3 separate regions of the Hordeum vulgare genome follow, and regions 1 and 2 are each linked to region 3. The links are chromatin contacts, called in public Hi-C maps. All regions are on one chromosome and are shown on one strand. The core of a region is the stretch at or near the end of the contact, and the rest is flanking DNA. Distances in the headings are between cores, read along the strand shown. Region 1 holds the start of LOC123446778 (heat shock 70 kDa protein 8). Region 2 holds the start of LOC123449295 (sugar transport protein MST4). Region 3 holds the start of LOC123449296 (protein OBERON 4-like).

Region 1 (2,824 bases), core at 197-2,696, 250 kb after region 3:
AACATCAGGGAATGATTGTTGAGCTTTGTCGTCCCCGGTGGTTTCGCTGTCAGATGCCACTGTGTAGAATTGCTCAGCCATCCTGCAAAATACAGTCTAACCGGTTAGGCGTGCTTAGATTATTTCAAGTGTTGTCCAAAAATAGATTCTTCAAACAGGGACAGCAGTGAATTATACAGTCAGGTTCACTCCTTTCACACATTACAAGATGCGAAATGTATGCTGCTGGGTATTTGGACATTCAAAGCTAATAATTGCACGCAAAAATCCTGAATATCTACAACTATAATCCAACTTTGACATGAAGCATACCACACAGGGGAGAGTGAATTATGAACAGTCAGTGCATAATTTAAACTACTCCCTCCGATCCATATTACCTGTTACCAACTTTGTACTGAACCAGCAACAGGGGTAACTACGTTGACTTCCTTAAGAAAGTGAAAAGCATATATATAAAGATGAAAAAATGCAGGCTCCAGCTTTGCTAAGAAAGCTTAGACGACCGCAAACACTACAGCAGTTACCAAGAGAAATAAGTCACTCCTCCTCTCTGTACTAACCATGAACAAAGTCACCACCAAATTCTGCTTCGTTGGCAACCCAAGAGTGTCCAATACTCCAATTACGCTGATCCTTTTTCCTCACTCATCTAAACTGTGACCAAGAAAACAAGACACCAGCTTAACTTGCCTAGCTGATCCTTCGACGACCATGCATAATACACTGAAACCTAGCTCAGAAGATGAGCCTGGAACATTTAATCCCGCGTGACAAACCAAACACTTGCCTAAGGTTTCACAGCAATATATGGGTTTCAAACAACCAGGCACACCTACGCACATAAGTAGATGATCTAAGCTGATGCGTGCGTTGCTTGGTGTCTCCACCTTGCACAAAGCAAAATTTAGCACCTGATTGGCAGGTGACAGCAACAAGCCATCCCTGCAGTATGCAGTATGCAGTATGCGATGAATTTCCCACCCTAAACAAAATGCACAGCAAGTTCTCAGGAAACCTTGGACGCTCGCGCTGCTACTAGTGTACTACCCAGTTGCAGGCATAACCTGAGTGTGTGAACAGAGCATAGAACACGCACCAAGCACACAGACGCCTAATAATGAACTCACTCAGCGGAACTCGTACTCGGATCAACATCCATGTAAAGAAATCAGGCATGGATCGAATTTTAAGTTCCTTACCGGGAAGGGCGAGGGATGCGCGCAGTGGACTCTCTTCGCCGGCCTTGCTCGTCGATGCTCCTCCGCGGCAGCGCAAAACGAACCGAGGGTGCGCTGGAAATGGGTTGAGAAGGAAGCTGGCCGAAGGAGGGGGTGGGGGAGGTAGAAGAAGGTGGGAAGGCATTTTCTGGAGAGGCCGGGAGAGAGCACGACACGCGGGCGGCCGCCGCCGAGGTTCCGGAAGCGTCGCGAACAGGGGAGACGCCGCTCAAGGAGTGGGGAAGGGTGGCTGCCAACGGCCTAGCGGTGGCGCACTGGGCTGGAACACCTGGGCTGGATTGGGTCCGTAACGAGGTTTGCGTGATTCGACTGGATTTTGTAGTTAGACTTTAAAAATAGTAATACTGGATTTCTGTTGTGGTGCATTACAATGGAAGCTTTTTTTTACCATTGTAACGCACGGCTCATCATCTGTTTTGAAAACTACACGCATTTTTATTTCTGCATTTGCAAATATTTTTGTTGTAAATTTTAAACACGCGCATACATATTTATTAATATACATGAAGTGTTTTAACAAAGATACATAAACAAGTTTTTTAATGCTATAAAGATATAATTTTTTTGGTCTGAAAGAACATTTTTATATGGTCACATATCCAACCGGGGAAAACCCCTTTCCATTAACTAGTTAACGGAAAGATAAGAGTATCCAGTCTATTTGTTGGAACAACAAACATCAGCGATATATGACCAACAGACCGCGAGTAGTTATTAGTAGTAGGATCAAGACCTACCGAAGCGGGTCTTCATTTTTTTCTTCTCTGATTTTGGCATTTTTCTATTTTATTCTCCATTTTTGTTTCATTTTTTTTATTTTTTCATTTTTTCTTTTTGTTTTTTAGTCTATAATTTTATATACATGTTAAACATTTTTTCATACTTGTTAAACATCTTTGAAATACCTGTTCAACATTTTTATATACATCATCAATATTTTATTTAAATTGTTGTTCAACATTTTCCAATCTTTTTGTTTTTGAAATTTGTAAAATCTAAACGTTCCCCTTTATGCATCAGATCCGAATGATTTTGCTACCGTCGGATCGCGATCTCATGGCTGCCAACTGTGGGATGGGATCGCGATCTCGTGTGAGAAAAATAAATTTGCATCTAGTGGGATTCGATCTCTCGTCGATGGGATAAGGCATGCGCCCACCAACTCAGCTTTGTGACTCTTTTGTTCAAATGGCTGAACACATTGCTATTTGATCTTTCAATAAAAACATACTTCAGAAAATAAAGCAAGTTAGTTATGATGCGTTCGAAGTTCTTTACCGTTGATGCCTAGCTTTTTTTAGTGTGAACATTGCTGATACCTAGCTTCTTGTCTATATTCTACGTGGGCAAGCATACCTGTTTTTGATTCAGCTATCAATGTACACGATCGAGCGTGATCACTTAATTTTAATGCATTGTCTTCTTCCATTTAATATTCCGTGCAACCATCCCATTTAATGCCAATGATTTTTTATTTAACGTAATCTTTTGATTCACTCATCGAGTGCCAATGATAGTACATTTTTCTCTGTATTTTTTTTCTATTGTGCATTTTTTTCACCATGGAACGTATATACCCCCGT
Region 2 (2,700 bases), core at 115-2,614, 140 kb after region 3:
CAGCACCGCCGGGAAGAACTCGCGTAGGAAATCGTCCATAGATGTTACCCCGCCTGCAAAAAACCATCAGTGCGTTTTTAGATATTAGAGTTGGTTGGTAATCGAGCTGGATGATATGAAAGAAATGGATAATTTTTTGTTAATTAGTTTTACTACTCCCTCCGTCACGGTTTAGAAGGCACACTTAAAAAATCTCTGAAACCAAGATAGTCACCGATTGGTTGTGAGATGTAGTAGGTGTAGATGCTAATGCGCCTAATCAACTGAGAAAATACTAGTACTAATGCGTGAGCAGCAAATTAGTAGGGCGCATGCATGAGTAGTACTAGTACTAATTAATGAGAGTAATTGCTTTCACGCATTAAACCTTGTTTATTTTGAAAACGCAGGCAAGTTTAACTGCGCCTTCTAGACCGTGACGGAGGGAGTATAAGAATTCATTAACTAGACTAAACCAAAAGGCAACGTGTCTACACAAAAGACAGCTTTGTGGAATCCAACGTGATTCGAAGATTTGCAGATGGGTTGACTTAACAACCTGTGAAAGTAGGTGGCAAGATGACAGCACTTATCTATTTTCTTCCAAATACAGTACTATAATTAATATTAATTCTTATATATACGGGGTATCAGTCACGGAATCATACAGCTAGCACAGGAGCTAGCGAGTATAGCGCATGCATGATCCTCGCCAGAAAACTGGATAGTGTTCACAATGGAGTATAAATAGGAAAGGGTTGAATTATCAGCTGGCTCCAACAATTATCTGTGGTAGTTAATGAGGAGGATCAATTGCATTAACTTCGTTCCAATTATCTGTGGTTATCTGCTTCGTCGTGTGAAGACGAGAGACGGCAGCCACAAGGAATCGCCATATCCATAACCATGGAGTCTATTCAATTAAACTCCTCTCTCTTCCATGCTGGCTCCAATGGTATCGTGGGAGCGCACGCATGAACATGCGGCGACGTTATGGATCCCTAGACGATGCATGTGAGGCAGATTTGACATGATTTTCCAGAGCTGCAACGGAAGTATACGCAGCGCACGCACATGCATGGATGGATGGAGATGATCGATCTCGGGAAGAAGTGCATAGGCAGCATGTAGAGCATCGTGGGTATAGTATACCTGAGATGCCGACGTCGTAGCCGAACATGAGGCCGCCGGTGGCCGCCATGATGCAGGAGATGATGACGATGGGCGTGATCTTGGCCTCGAACTCCACGCCCGACGGCGCCGACACGGCGAACCCTCCGCCCGGCATCTTCCCACGCCGGCCGGTCAAGCTACGTACGCCGATGTAATGCAAGCAGCGAGCGTTTCTCCACAGAACTACACGAGGAGGCAGAGAGGAGGGGATTGGAGATGGGACACAAGGCTCCAAGTCCCTTGGTATATATAGGGAGGGAAGCTCACCCGACTAAGAAATTTCAAACGCAGCCGAGCGGCCAGATCCGGCCACGTCGCCTCCAGCCAGGATCCTCCGGTAGGCCCAGCGCAGCTCGCGGGCTGGCCAGTCAACGGACGGCTCCACGGCCCACGGGCCAGAGCAACGCACCGCTGTGTGCATAAGCAGCGACGACTTTTCTTTTCCGTGCCTCCCACAAATTATGGCTTATCCATATAGAAACCCCATCGTCAGCATTTATGGGCTCCTTTTTGGAAACTTTTTTTCTTAACCTACCTTTTCGGAAAACGTGTTTTTTTTAGAGAGAGAAACTAGAGAGTAGCAGGAGTAGTTCGGAAAACTTGGAGGATATTCTCTTCTCTTATCGGACGCCGACCTTGTTGACAACGAGATCTCTAGATGCAGGGCCCACGCGTCGGTGAACGATCCGTCCGATTTTTTCGGAGTGTCAACACCGGGCGATGCTTCCTTGTTGCTGGCTTGATCCGTGTGAATGGAGGACCTTGACTTTGAACACATACATACATTTTAACGAAATTTATAAGTCACGTGGGGATGGATTCGCTTGGGGAAATTATGTGCTCGTCGATGTGGATAGCAGCAGTATACATTACATGCGAGCATAAGAAATTTGACTCCTGGTCGGCGTGCGGCGGCGATTACCACCACAGTGCATTGCATGCGCGCGTGTACTTTTCGCAGGGGAAAGTGGTGTTGGCCAAGTGGTGCTAGTTTATGTATGGCTTCTGTACCGTTACCGATTTCCCGTCGAGATACGGTCGTAACATATACTCCCTTCGTTTCTAAATATAAGTATTTTTACACATTTCAACACGAGACTACATACAAAGTAAAATAAGTGAACTTATACACTAAAATATGTCTATATACAACCGTATGTTGTTTTCTATTAAAATGCATAAAAAGACTTATATTTACGAACGGAGGGAGTACATGGCTGTGCTGTATATACGACTGTCACGATGTCGACCAAGTGGAGACTAAATCAAATCTCACTTCCAGCTAGCCTCGTCGACATGATATGATACAGCATATGATGACGTTGCAAAATTGTATTATAAATTTCTCCATTATTTTTTGTAAACGCACGCCGCAGCCAGGCCAGTCGAGTTCTAAACTGGCTGTCCACGTTTGGCTCACGGGAAATGAACGCAGGCCGTGGAATTAGAGCATGTGGCTAACGACCGGTCGCCCCTCCAAATAACAAATCTGCGCAGAAACGAATTTCGCTTTGATCTTTATATATGCCCAGCAACCCAGACGCATTT
Region 3 (2,844 bases), core at 12-2,511:
CCGGATCCGGACCTGCGCAAGGAGCCACAGACACTGCTAGATCATGTAGTGGCGGCGGCGTGGGGGCATGGCTGACGGGCTCGGGTGACGACGATGGAAGGGAGGAAGGGGGATGTGCTAGGGTTGGGGGACGCTGGCCGGCTTAAATAGCCGGCTATGGATAAGGATGGTGAGCCGAAGTGGCGCCACGTGGCGTTCGCAACGCGTCGATGGTGGAGGTGCCCGTCGGATGGTCGGGAATTCGAACGAGTCCGCATGGGGCCACGTCATCAGACCGACATGATGGACGTGCCAGGATCCCGTATACCCACCCCATATTTGGGTTGGATATGAAAGATGTCTGTGAGCCCGAACATTTGAGGCCCGTTTGAAGGGTCCGACTAAATCGAATTTTTATGACGAGTGAGTTACCGGGAAGCCTAGCCCGGTGTTTGAGACGGATTTGAGGGTCCAACTGTATATGTTCTTACATATTCAACATCCACTCGTGATTTCCTAATATTACCAGTGTTTTAATTAAAGAAAAACAGAGAACCTGTAATGCAAGCAAACTTTGGAACATAAATTAGTGGAGGAGTAGTCAGCTTCTACTCGCCGAGGCGGAGGAAAAACAGGTGGCTTGTTGTTCTCGTCAAGCAATTGACAAGCGCCTCCGGTCTCCGCAGTCCCTCTCATCTCGTCTTGAAAAAGAAGGAAAAAAAAACCAGGGAACCCGTTTTAAATCCAGGAATCTGTTGGCCGCAAAGGAGGGAGAAGCACGCAACATCGCGGCAAACTCCATTTTTTTCTTTCGAAGTCTGTGGCAGGGCTCCACTTGGCTGACCGGCTCCACTCCACTCCACTCCACCGGAATCTGGAGAGAGAAAAATCGTGGGGTCGACGGGGCAAGTCACACAAGGGCGGAGGTGATGCCCATGCTATCTCGTCTGCACGCAAACGCCAGTCAAAAGCTGACCTTTCTGGCTCACACACACATCAGATCAGACCACCGCACCGCAGCACACGCCACCCGAGGCCTCCCTCCACGACACGACCCATCGCCCCAGCCGCATCCCCAGCTCGCCACCAACCCCACCACATCCACCACCGCGACTCCACCATCGCCATTCTCCCCGCTCCGCCACGCGCCACCGCGCCACGGCGCCCGGCCCCGCGTCCCCTGTTCGGCGCCGGATCCGCTGCGCCACGCCATCTACGAAGGCGGGCCCCGGCCGAGCGACCCCCGCGCGTCAGAGCCCACGGGCGGGCCAGCAGCACCGCTCTCCGTCGGCGGTAAAAAAGAGAGAGAGAGAGACGAAGCGCGGCCGACTCTGAGACCCGGGTCCAAATCTGGGTGACGCCCGTTGACCGCGACTAGGAGGTGAGGGGAGTGGCCGGGAGCGAGCGAGCCAGAGCCAGAGGAGGGAGGGAGGGAGAGGGAGCCGGAAGCAAGCCGAGGCGACGCGAGCATTTGCCCGTACGCTCTCGCCCGCTACTTCCTTATCTCTCCTCGGCGGCAGCCCCACCCCACCCCACACCCTTCCTCGGCGCGGCCGATCTGGCATGAAGCGCCAGCGGTCGTCCTACGTCGACGACGACGACCCGGACGGCGACAGGCGGAGGTTCTACGACCGCGGGGGCCCGCCGTCCCCGCCGCCGCCGCGCCGCCGCCCCGCCGAGTACGAGAGCGACGAGTTCGACCGCCGGGGCGGCTTCGGCGGCAGGTTCTACGACCACCGCTACCGGGACTCCCCATCGCCGCGGGGCTATGGAGGGGACCGGGCGATGCACCGCTCCGAGAGCTTCTCCGGCTTCCGCCGCGAGTTCCCCAAGGGCTTCCGCGCCGACCGCGACCGGTCGCGTTGGGATGCGAGCGGCAGCGGCTCGGCGTGGCGGCGTCCCGGTGGCCCCTGGAGGGATCCGCACGGCTTGGACGGCCACAAGTCTGCGACCAGGCGGCAGGCGCCGTCGCCGCCGACGCCCCCTCGCCGGTCTCCCAGTGAGCCCAGGAGGAGGATCGATGGTCCCAAGGGGGACAAGTTGAGGAAGCACAACTGCGCCGCCGGTGAGATCGAGGAAGGGGAACTTGCGCCAGATCCGGACACCAAAGCCCCGCCTCCGCATCCGCCTGCCACCGCGGAGCATCAGAAGTGGGTTGACTCAGGCCGTGCTGATGACAAGGGAACTAGTAAGAGATGCGAGTTGAAGAAAGTGGATTCTCCTGGGCCGAGACTAAGAGTGGATGTGAGAACTCAGGCTGCTGACAACTTGGGGAAGGAGAAAGGGAAGATCAGGGATGATGCTGTTGCAGAAGCAGGGAAAGCAACAAACACACAGCATGAGAAATCAGCATTGGATGTCACAGGGAAAGTAACAAACGCACAGCATGAGAAATCAGCATCGGATGTCACAGGGAAAGCAGCAAATACTCAGCATGAGAAATCAGCAGCATCGGATGTCACAGAGAAAGTAACGAATACACAGCATGAGAAATCAGCAGCATCGGATGTCACAGAGAAAGTAACAAATACACAGCATGAGAAATCAGCACCGGATGTCACAGAGAAAGTAACAAATAGACAGCATGAGAAATCAGCATCGGATGTCACAGAGAAAGTGTGTGGAGGAGATGAAGCTGCCAGTGCCATTGATCAAGGTGGACAGAGCACTTCCTCCGTTACACGACAAGATTGTGTCAATGCTGCTGATGTGGGTGGGCAGAGCACTTCGTCTGGTATCCTGAAGGAGGTTAGCATGGAAGAAGTGACACCACAAGTTGAAACTGCCATTGCTGTCGATGATGTTGGGAAGGGCACTTCATCGAGCATACAGAAAGAATCACTGCAGGAGGCTGTAATGGCATTA

The links. Hi-C and Micro-C count contacts between places; a contact is called where the count stands out from the background.
Region 1: a contact with region 3 is called in a Hi-C map of leaf, with 6 times the contacts expected there. The contact joins the promoter of LOC123446778 here to the promoter of LOC123449296 in region 3. A contact is called at or near these places in 3 of 6 Hi-C or Micro-C datasets (all in leaf).
Region 2: a Hi-C map of seedling shows a contact between it and region 3, with 2.6 times the contacts expected there. The contact joins the promoter of LOC123449295 here to the promoter of LOC123449296 in region 3. A contact is called at or near these places in 3 of 6 Hi-C or Micro-C datasets (leaf and seedling).

The regions. Positions count from the first base shown.
Region 1 is chr4H:530,687,245-530,690,068 of MorexV3_pseudomolecules_assembly, reverse strand. LOC123446778 (heat shock 70 kDa protein 8) reads right to left here and starts at 1,446. Exons shown (of 2, transcript XM_045123319.1): 1 at 1,203-1,446; 2 at 1-82. The coding sequence starts at 81.
Region 2 is chr4H:530,803,823-530,806,522 of MorexV3_pseudomolecules_assembly, reverse strand. It overlaps LOC123449295 (sugar transport protein MST4), which reads right to left and starts at 1,364. Exons shown (of 3, transcript XM_045126453.1): 1 at 1,132-1,364; 2 at 1-53. The coding sequence starts at 1,267.
Region 3 is chr4H:530,940,875-530,943,718 of MorexV3_pseudomolecules_assembly, reverse strand. It overlaps LOC123449296 (protein OBERON 4-like), which reads left to right and starts at 1,261. Exons shown (of 3, transcript XM_045126454.1): 1 at 1,261-2,844. The coding sequence starts at 1,543.